Linked DNA regions of Gossypium hirsutum: region 1 is linked to region 2. Evidence: chromatin contacts called from public Hi-C data. All regions are on one chromosome and are shown on one strand. The core of a region is the stretch at or near the end of the contact, and the rest is flanking DNA. Distances in the headings are between cores, read along the strand shown.

Region 1 (5,929 bases), core at 2,589-5,088, 60 kb after region 2:
AGCACGCAAATCAATTCATTTCCTTCCTCCCTACCGAGATGTTCATACATCAAATATCATCTCGATCCTATTCAAAACATAAACTTTAAATTTTGCTCATACTATAACTTTTGTTTAATTACAATTTTAGTTTACTACCATTATATTTGTTTTTCCTTTTATTAAATCTATGACTTAATATATATTTTTCATATTTGAATATATATATATATATAAATCATAAACTTGAAAACGAGCCGAGCTTTGAATATTAGAGTCTAAACTTAATTCATATTTTAAACAACCTAAATTTTATTCAAACCCATTTTTTAAATCTTAATATTTTTACTTAAATCTTCTCAAATTTCGAAAGAACTTTCAAATTTAAACGAGTAACCCAATCTTTAAATAGTTCTACTGTCACAGCCAACTTAGATATTTTTTTTACTCAAAAGTCAAGAAAAGATTCTTTTAGAGATAAATTACATTTTGACAGAAAAACTTTTGTATTATTAACCAAAAAAAAGGTTAAACCAGATTTTCAGTGGAGACTTTTCTTCGACGGAAATTGCAAATTACTTTTTATATCAACGGAACTTAATTTTTCAATTTGTAGGGACGAAAGCTTGCGTCACCACCAATTTCAATGCCAATAACATTTTCGGAGAAAAAATTAAAAGAATTGGAGGGGCCAAAGGTAAAAAAAATTAAAATAACTTAAATTGAATTTTAAATTTTTTAGAAGGGCCAAAATTAAAATTGTTCCATTTAAACCAAAACTAAAAATAATTAAATTGAACAATTTACATTTAGGCGGCACTAAAATTATAATTATGCCATTAAGACTAGTGGTAAGGTGAGAAAAAGTCATGGGATAAGGGATTGGAAAACGTTGGTTTTACTTCATTTTCATTTCAATATATAATATTATATATAACAAAGACTTTTCTAATTTGGTACTTGTAGTCACATGGGTTATTAAGTCAATGTCATTAAATTGTTAATGATCCAATAATCTTTTTCGTTAAAAATACAATATTTTAATTAAATTTGAAAGATTAAATGTTGAAATAAATAAAAATAAAACTAAAGTGACACAAAAAATAAACATTAAGAACTAAATTTATTATTATGCCTAAAATTAATTGTTAATAAAACTTATGAATTTATAGGTCATTAATTTTCATTTTAAGATCAATTAATAAAAATTAAAAATTAAAAATTAAAATAATTTCTGTAAAATTTATTGTTTTTGTTTATAAAGTTAAAATAAAATGATCCCATGTGGTCCATATCATATGCTCGTTACGGCCGTATGATCCAATATTAGCAGGCCAAGATGACCCAATTACCTTCCATATACTTTAATGGGGTCCAATTTGTGCATTTCACTTTCTAATTTGCCCCAATATCGTATTTGCATATTTTATAAAAGGATTATACTAAAAATGTTGAGCCACAGATTTGGGTCGATTATCTACTCAAGTTTTATGTTTTGTTTGTAATCATTTTTAATTTAACATATCTAACTTTTATGCTTTATCATGTAATATCATAATCATATTTATATAAATTTCAAATTATTTATACATTCTTTATTTTATTTTCATGTCTATGTCGTGTCTTAGCTACAATCATTGTGCCAATAACATTTGCTAGAAAATCATGATACTATAAAAAAAATCCAAAAAATGGTGTCTCTTGATTCAAATCCATTCCATAAACAAAAGGTAATACTAATTGGACAGTCCAACATATAAAAAGAATGTATTAATGAGATTAAAAAAAAAGACATCATTTTTGGGTTAATTAATGCCCCCAAAAGCATATTTCATTTTGAATTCACGAGGGACATGATGTAATAATTAAAGGTTGTCTTCCTTAGAGAATCTGAAATAATTATGTAACAGGAAACATATGCATATATATATGACTTTAGCCATCACATGATGACTATGATACCTTAAATTAAGTTGTTTTAACCACTCATAACTAAACACATTACATTATATCTACAATATCACGAGCGAAATTAAAAAAATTCTTTTAAGGGCTGAAATAAAATTTTAAATTTTGATAGTTTATATCTTTATAATTTTTAAAGGATTAAATTAAATTTTCATAATTTTAAGAGAGTTAAAGTGTAGTTTTACCTTTGCTAATTTAAAATTTTAAAAATTTCTAAAAGTCCAAAACAACAATTTTTCATTTTAGGGAGGTCGGGGCCCTGCTAGCCCTAAATCCGTCTCCGTACAATATTATGATAATTTTCTGTATTTAAATTTTACTGCATCTTTTTATTGATTTGTAATAATTAGTAATTACTTTTAAGAAGAAATATGGAACCAAATTTAGGGTTGGAATAACCTACCTTTTTTTAAATGTTATTACTAATATTTTACTGCATCATTAGGTTACCAAATTAGCATGATGGTAGATGGGCGCATGCACGTGCGTGTGGGTGAATAATTAGGTCTACCACGTACCTACAATCATAATTACACACGTGCACAGAGTTCATTGATTAAGGCGAAACCAAAGCAAAGGCAATCCATACCAAAACCCTATCATCAGTTCATCGGTTTAATCGCTCCAATCAATTTTAAAAATAAAAAAATTAAGTTCAACCAAATTGTATTGGTTCTTAGTCCAACCAATTCAATATCATTCTCTTGATCGATATTTCAATCGATTCTTGGTCCAATTAGTACCTCAACCAATCCGACCGATCAATCTAGTTCAAAATCATTGGAAATAAACAAGTGTTGGAAGTAATGGCATGGTATATTATAAGACTAGAACCAATATTTTTAAAAATGAACCAATAATTGAACTAGTTAGACCACTAATCTTGATCCAATTTGTTCAATTAGTTGAACCATCATTCAACTGTCCAAATTTAAAAAAAGAAAAGAAAAAGTCAATAAAAATCTAAAAAAATATAAATATAAATAAATAACAATTTTAATATATTTAACTTTTTTAGAGTGCTTTTTTTTATTTGGGTTTTTTTTTTGAGTTTTATTGGTTTAGATCAGATTTTAGCAAATAATTGAGTCTAAAAAGTAAAAAAAAAGTTCAGTTCAATCGTTTTTTTACCAACTTAGCTAGTTCTTTGCTCAAAACCTTGATTTAATATTTTAGTCCAAATCGGTACACTCATCAGTTCACGGTGCAATTCAGCTCCAACAACATTGGTGAGGACTTTGGATACATGGATATGAATGTAAAGTAGGCAGTCAAGCCCTCAAAATGGGCAATTGTAATTTTTCTCCTTATAAATTTATAAACGATAAACTTGTATTTTGGTTCTCCTAAAAAAATGTTTAATCTTTTTAAAAAATAAGGAAATTATAAATTAATAGATAATAAAAATTATATTTTAACCTCTCAAAATTTATAATTTAATTCTCACCCCTCTTAAAAGTTTTCTAAATTCATGCTTGTTTAAATAGAACGTTGTTAAACTACAAATCTAGAAAAAAAAACTAATTTTCATGAACAGAGATGGAAGATACATTGATTCTAAAAAATAAAGAGAGAAAGAAAACATCATCTTAATGTAAAGAGATTGTTGGTAAATTTGTAGGGCAATGGGACCATTTTCTTTAAGGAATGTTGAGCAAAAGTGGAACAGTGCTCCTTCAATTCTGATCAATAAGAAGCCTTTGTTGTTTTTCATTACCCAATATTATTATTACTCTAAAACCTTTTTCTATTTTTGCTTTTTCTTTTTTCATAATATTTTTCCTCTTTATTTTATTTGATAGTGGGATCTTAGTAAATGCACACCTCTAATTTGGTCCACATAAACAAGAAGCCAAACAGAGCCTTTCATTTGCTTCCAATTAAGAAAGTCTTCATGTCGGTCCTACCTGGCCCGACCTGGATCCACTCCACCGGTTGGGTGAGTCCATTGATATATGGAAATCTTCCATGTTAGGTAATTATAAATTTAGAACTAAAGACTTATCTCCTATCATTTAAATAATTCTTGAGATTCTTGTATTTATAAGAACTGGGTTTGTGCGCATGAAAATTTAGTTTGGGTGAGCATGGATAAAAATGAATGAGAAAAGATGCAACAATTGTAGTGCAATCCCTTTCAATCTCTCTTTCCACACCATCTTTAATATTATTGGACAAGAATCGGGCACTATATGCTTCAAGAGTTGTACATTATTATTCTTTGTTTCTTCTTACCTAAATTTTTGCAAAGTAGGTTATTTCCCTTTCGGAATATTTTTAGTAATGCATTGTGCCCACAGTTATAATATACGGTTTTAAATCCTTTGATTATTCAAATTCGAATTTATGGATTAATTTTTTTCTGCATTACAACTCTCCTAATATAAAATAATATTTAACTATGATTAAAACTGTTGATGTTATTATAACTTCCATAAAAAATTATCCTTTAACAATCTCAATGACCCAACTTGGTTATTAATTAATCTCGTGCATGCAATTAATTGGCTTAAGACATCGATTAAAACCTTACCTTTTAGAGAAATGTCTCCATTAAATGATGCATTAATTATATGGGTTAAGTGGAATCATGAGCCACGCTTCATGTATATGGATGATGCTGATGGCATCACATTCACAGTCACACACCATAACAACAGGTCCTCGGTCTAAGCCTTTTATATATTCATTCATGATTTAATGTTGAGCGACAGCCGGACCGTGTGGCAGCACGGGGAGCTCGGCCTTAGCCAGCATGCTGCTGCCCATGGCATGGCGTGACTCCACATTAGCACGCATGGTTCAATAAAATAAAGCTTTTACAATTTTTTTAAAAGGAAACTCTTTTTTAGCACACAATTTCCACTTCAAAACTTTATATAGCGATAGCTTCATGTCATGTGATTTAACCAAAAAAAATGTTTTTTTAATTAAACAAATGAGGTACTAGCTGGATTCAATTCTATAAAGTGATATTTCAAGATTTTTTTTCCTAATAAATTCCTTTTAGTCTTGTCTATTTTGTCTTATGGTGGGTTTGGATGGGCGATTGGGTGCGGTGCGTTTAGTCTACTTTTTGTCTCACGTTACAGTATCGCTACAGTATCTAATCTCACTGTCACCGCTGTTTTTACACTAACCACCCATCCAAACGCACCCTTAGTATAGCTAAAACAATTTCTCTTTTAGGTGATGTCGTTTAAGGTGAGATTATGTAGAAAGATTTTTAGAATATTGAATATAGAGAGGTAAAAGTAGTTAGTTTAGTTAAAATGTTCATCAATTCTTACTGTTAAAAATTAGTGTGATTAACAGAATAACTAGACAATTACATATAGCATGTTATGTGTATCTTATGTTGGTACAAGAACCAGTTCTCAATAATAGAAATGGATGCAATTTTTAACAAAAAGACTCATTTACTCTTTGATCCAACTTATAAGAACTAATTTATCCTTTTTTTAGTACAAAAGCTTCTATGATACATTTAGGAATAGAGGAATAATTAATGTGCATGCATGATATATTGTGCATTAAAATTTTACAATATATGCAATTGATACCATAATTATTATAACATGCATAAAAATGTGAGTTTGAATATACTTAAACAAACACAATTCTTTGATTCATGAATTACAAAATTCTAAATAATATACATTCTCAAACAATTTATAAGTTTAGATTAAGTGTTAATTGTATATATTTATAACAAAATGAGTTTTAAATTAGCAAAAGAGTCAATATTGTACAACAGGATGTATTATTATATCATGATCAAAATTATAAGTCGGTAGTGAATCTAGTATAGATAATTCGGTTCATTGCATTCATCTAAAAAGACATATCAATTCCATTTTCTGATTTCATTTTTAAATCTAAACCTCTCAATCTTATATTTAGTTAATGAAAATTAAAGAAACAAGCATAAATGTAATGGGGACAAAATCTAGTTTAGGATAACGAAATAGATGTTTGGATA
Region 2 (5,156 bases), core at 2,404-4,903:
GATTTTTAGAGTACAAATACAGATATAATACAAGTCATATCCAAACATATATAAAAAAACACAAGCAATCAACTTGGTACATGCTATACACACATAATTAATACATCTTGGATTACTTGATGAGCAGCACATTATTTTTAAGGGTATAGAGCGTGTAACTCACGAGAAATGTTTTAAAATTCTTCTCAAATTTTGTTACTTCCTTTTCATCTGTCTGTCACATATTCTTTTAGATTCAACATTCCAAAATTCTAATTTTAATGAAATTACAGACCATAATAATATGGGCTATAAATCTTTGAGAAAATAAAATTGTAGCCAACTGGAAGGAGAAGGAGCAATATGGATAGTGAGGGAGGCAAATATATTATTTAAATCATGAAGAAAGGAAAATGTAGTGGTGTCAGAGATGGAAATGTCAATGAAGTAGGTGGCAACAAATCTACGGAGCTTTCCCTTTTAAGCTGGCATTCCTGATACGCTTTTTCTTTTTTCTTTTTATCATAATTTTTTGACTTAGGAGAGGTTGATATTTTGTTTTTGAAGGCCGATAATATATTTTACACAATTAAAGAGAAAAAAAAAGAGATAATTATGGTGAATGGGACTTTAGTTTAATGCGATTTTGTAATTGTTGATAAAAGAATTTTTCGTAAATTATATTTTGTTTCTTTTATTTGAAGAAAATGAGTAAATTAATCTCCGTGTGTTAAATTAAAAATTAAATTGATTATTTTATTAAAATTTTTATCAATTTATACGGTTAAAATTGATGTAGCTGACATATAACATGATATGTGTACTTGATCTTAACTTAGAATGACCAATTTATAATAACTAAAAAATAGATAAAAATTTTAATAAAAATTTAATTTATTAATTGATTTAATTTGTAAAAAAAAAACAATCATTTTTAACGAGATAGGTGAAATTTTCAAGGCTACAATGGTGGTGGGGCTAATTGATTCTTGGTGATCAATGTTGAAACATTGACAATGACATTTTGCTGTTAACACTATTTATACGGTGTCGTTTTTCAATATTATAAAATTTCTCCCGGTGCTTTTGAGAGAAATTATCCCTATTGGAAATTTGACCATCGCGTTGAACTTAATACGTCCTCCAACTGTTAGTTCCTTTTCAACGTTTTACATGATGAGAAGTCTTTTTCACAAGTATCTCTTTTTAAACATAACTATATTCCAAATTTACGTTAAAATATTAATTTAAATTTAAAAATATAATTTGAAATTAATTAATCAGAACATATGGAATATGTACAATATTAAAATAAAAAATATATATTAAATTATGAGTAAAATGAAATTTAAACATATAAGTATATTGTATTGATAATACTAAATGTACTATATATAATTGTTTTTCAAGCTTGAATTAGTGTCAATTTGACTTGTAACACCAATTTAATTAACAACGTTATCAATATACAATTTATGAACGCAATAACTTAGGCATAATACAATTAAAATATAATTATTATATTAAAATAAAATTTTAATTTAGTGCTAAAATTAATGTTTTATTAACGTAAATAACATGATTTCAAATCTAACGACATATAAATTTTTTATTAAATGAAAATATTAAAATACTTTGGAATGATAATTATAAATTTTTTTAATCCAATTAATACCTAATTCACTTATCCTATACATATGTGTGTGAACAAGTCATTAGCATTTTGACTTTTACTGAATTAAACTCTTAATAATATTGACCTTAATATTTTTGATTGAATTATATATCTACAAATAATGCAGTATACAACACTTCAACTAATGCTCATTAGAGAAATTTTTTATATGAGATTGTAGATCGTCATGAGCAAAGAGAAAAACTTATTTTTATTCATCGACATTAAATTATATATTTTTACTATAATTAATATATAATTTTTAAAAATTAAATAAAAATTTGTATTGCTAAAAGAAAACAGAGTTGATACGTGAGGAGATCCCTTCAATGTTGAAGCCAAATAATGATTGCAGACCAAAAGAAAAGAAAAGAACCCAGAAATCAAGGAAGCTTTCCCCCTTAGTAATTTTGCATATATAACAAACAAATATAAAAAATTTCACTTGACAGAGATTGATCTGACCTGACTGATATTATAAGGAAATTTTTAAAGTTAATCGTATTAAATTATTGAGTTTTTCTACTGCCAATATTTTTAACCTAATATGTGACATCATTTTATCATTTTAAATTTAGTTATGCAAGATTTGATTTATCATTTTATGGTTATAATAATGAGTCTAAAATTTGCAATTAATTTTAAAGAAAAAGGAAGATAGGTAAATGTCATTTTGACTATGTTAGAGTGGTGAGACTCAAAAAGTGTAATAAAGAATGCACTTAATTTTTAATATAAAGTAAATAAAAATAGTGATCAATAAAATCAAAAGGAAAATGGCATTCAGAAAAGGTCATAAAGCAGGATGTGACATAACACAGTCCTTTTTTCTCACCTACGCTTCATTGGCTCATTCCTGCCTTCAATCTCGGTACGTGATATTTTCCTTAAATCAAACTTTTCTTTTCTTTTTTTGGTAAATATTTTTTAAATTTAAAAATTTAAGCTCTATTTTTTTTATTAAATTTAAGTTTACTGCAACATTATCCTTTAGTTATAAGTTTACTAATTGAGTATTTTTTTTAATTTTAAAATAACACACAATAAATCTGAATTTAACAATACTAACCATCAAAACCTAAATTTTAAATTACAAAAAATTTCTAAAAAAGTATCTTTTAATATGAAAATTTGGTCACTGTCAGAATTCCAAGCACAGAGTAGAAAAATGAGACACATAACAATGAGAACACGTTGAAAATTTCATTATGCCTTGCCTGCTGACAAAGGAAAATTGAAAAATTAAAAATCTTACTCCAAATGTTTGAAGGGTTTTTGAGATATAAGTTCAAAATTGTGCTTACTTTTTATTTTAATTATAATTAGTTTTATGTTTTAGGATAAAAATAAATTTTATATACAAATATTGAAAATAACTTAAAGCTTCTAGATAAAAAATAATTAAAATTTATTTAATTGAAGAATTATTTTTAAATATTTATGAATAAAATATTTTACAATTTTACTAAATAGGGATACAATTTAAAAGTATATGTGAATTTTGACCTAATGTGTAATGTTATACATAAACTTTAATTTTATATATGAAATATTAAACACTGTTTTATGTAAATTTTATTATTGTAATGTTATACATGAATATATATAGATATATTAAAGATTGTTTGATGCTAATGAAAGTTTGTTTGATAGTGTTTGAAGATTTTCAATATATTAGGAAAAAGTAATTTTAAAAAAAACTTCATAGTGCTTGACAATTCGTACTAAAATTTTATTTCAAATAAATTTCCAAAAAAATGAAAGTTAAAATAAACTAAACACCCTAATTTAGTGGGCTTGTCCCTGGAGCCCAAAAGGCTACTTTGGGCCGTGAAATTTAAAACGAGGCGTTCAAGTAATATCTGCATCCGACCCGCAAACCCAGTCAAGTTGAGCAAAGGAATAAATTAAAATATAGTCCCTAAACTTGAAAACCTCTTCCATATTGATCTATGAACTTTTTTAGTCCATATAATCTTGAAACTTGACAGTTTTTCTCAATTTAATCTCTGAATTTAGATTTTATTAAATTAGGATGACATGGAATTATGAGATTGTATCATTTCATTAAAAAATTATTTTTTTTTATATTTTATATAAAATTTTCAAGTGGTGACATAGAAAAATCTAGAGAACTATGTCATTATACCCAAATGAAATCTAAGTTCAGTGATTAAATTGAGAATATTTGCTAAATTTGGAGACTAAATTGAAAACAATTACTAAGTTTAAGAACTAATTATTGTTTTTTCCCTTGAGAAAAAAACCCTAACCCCAAGCTCATCGCCTCCACGTATATAAATCTTTTACAGAGCTTTCTTTCTCGTTTCGCCATTCGATTTTTTGAGCAAAGCGGCAGCACAGAACATAGCTTGAAACTCGCCATCTCTCACTTCTTTAGGTTTCTCTCTCACTTTTTTTTCTTCGTGTTTTTTTTGTTATATACGAAGTGCTTTCATTAAATTAGTGGCATAGATTTTTTTCTTTATTCTGGTTTTTCATTGTTATTCCATAAACCAGAAGATTTTTGCTTTATTTTCTTTTACTGGATTTGTAAGGAATATAGTAAAGTTTTTTTCAGTCTCTTGTACTTTTGAACTTAGTTATTTGAATAATGAATCCCATGTTGTGATTTGTTTCCATCGCTTTAAGATTTCATCAACTTTGTGATTTGCTTTTAGATTGGGATATTTTATTAATTTACTGGAATTGGGTGTTCTTGAATAGAAACTAAGAGTCGAAAACGATGGCGTATGCTGCAATGAAACCGACCAAGCCTGGTTTGGAGGAATCCCAAGAGCAGATTCACAAAATCAGGATCACTCTCTCCTCCAAGAATGTGAAAAACCTCGAGAAAGGTACAATCAAATTTTGGTTTATGGATGAAAATTTGATTTTGATTCAATTGTACACATTTAAAGAAATGAATACATATAATGATTTTCATAATGGATTTATATAATTGTTTTTGTGTATGTAACACATCAATGTAAAATAGTGCTAATTCGATAATGTTTTTAGTGATTTGTGAAAATTGAATCAAATTAAAAATTCATGTATAAAATTGCAAATCAAATTTCATGTGTGACATTGTACATTAGATCAAGGTGAATGTATAATTTTGGTATTTATCCCTATTTTGTATGCTGAAACTATTACATTTCATTTATTATGTTATTATTCCTATAATTTTGTTATTTAGACCTCAAATTTGCTTATCTTTGGTGTAAAATTGTATAGGAAGTTCCTCAATATGATAGTACTTTCGATAGATTGATGATACCAATTCATTTAGCATTGGTTATCCTAATATTTTTCTTTTTCATTTATAGTTTGTGCTGACTTGGTTCGTGGTGCCAAGGATAAGAGACTGAGGGTTAAGGGACCAGTGAGAATGCCCACCAAGGTTCTTCACATCACCACAAGGAAGTCTCCCTGTGGTGAAGGTATTTTACTTACCTTGCATGTTGCGGTCTTATTATATTTTGCACCTTACTTTTAT

What was found. Hi-C and Micro-C count contacts between places; a contact is called where the count stands out from the background.
Region 1: a contact with region 2 is called in a Hi-C map of leaf, with 2.7 times the contacts expected there. The contact joins the enhancer-like site here to the promoter of LOC107904639 in region 2. A contact is called at or near these places in 10 of 34 Hi-C or Micro-C datasets (callus, hypocotyl, leaf and 1 more).

The regions. Positions count from the first base shown.
Region 1 is chrD11:700,048-705,976 of Gossypium_hirsutum_v2.1, forward strand. No RefSeq gene overlaps it. Among protein-coding and RNA genes, the nearest start is that of LOC107904636, 6.4 kb to the right of the region's middle. Within about 2 kb of position 3,839, at least 2 of the 9 cell types and tissues checked have an H3K27ac peak or open chromatin away from gene starts, as enhancers often do. A contact at or near this core is called in leaf, where this site is marked.
Region 2 is chrD11:640,040-645,195 of Gossypium_hirsutum_v2.1, forward strand. It overlaps LOC107904639 (40S ribosomal protein S20-2), which reads left to right and starts at 3,654. Exons shown (of 4, transcript XM_016831076.2): 1 at 3,654-4,055; 2 at 4,382-4,512; 3 at 4,987-5,100. The coding sequence starts at 4,401.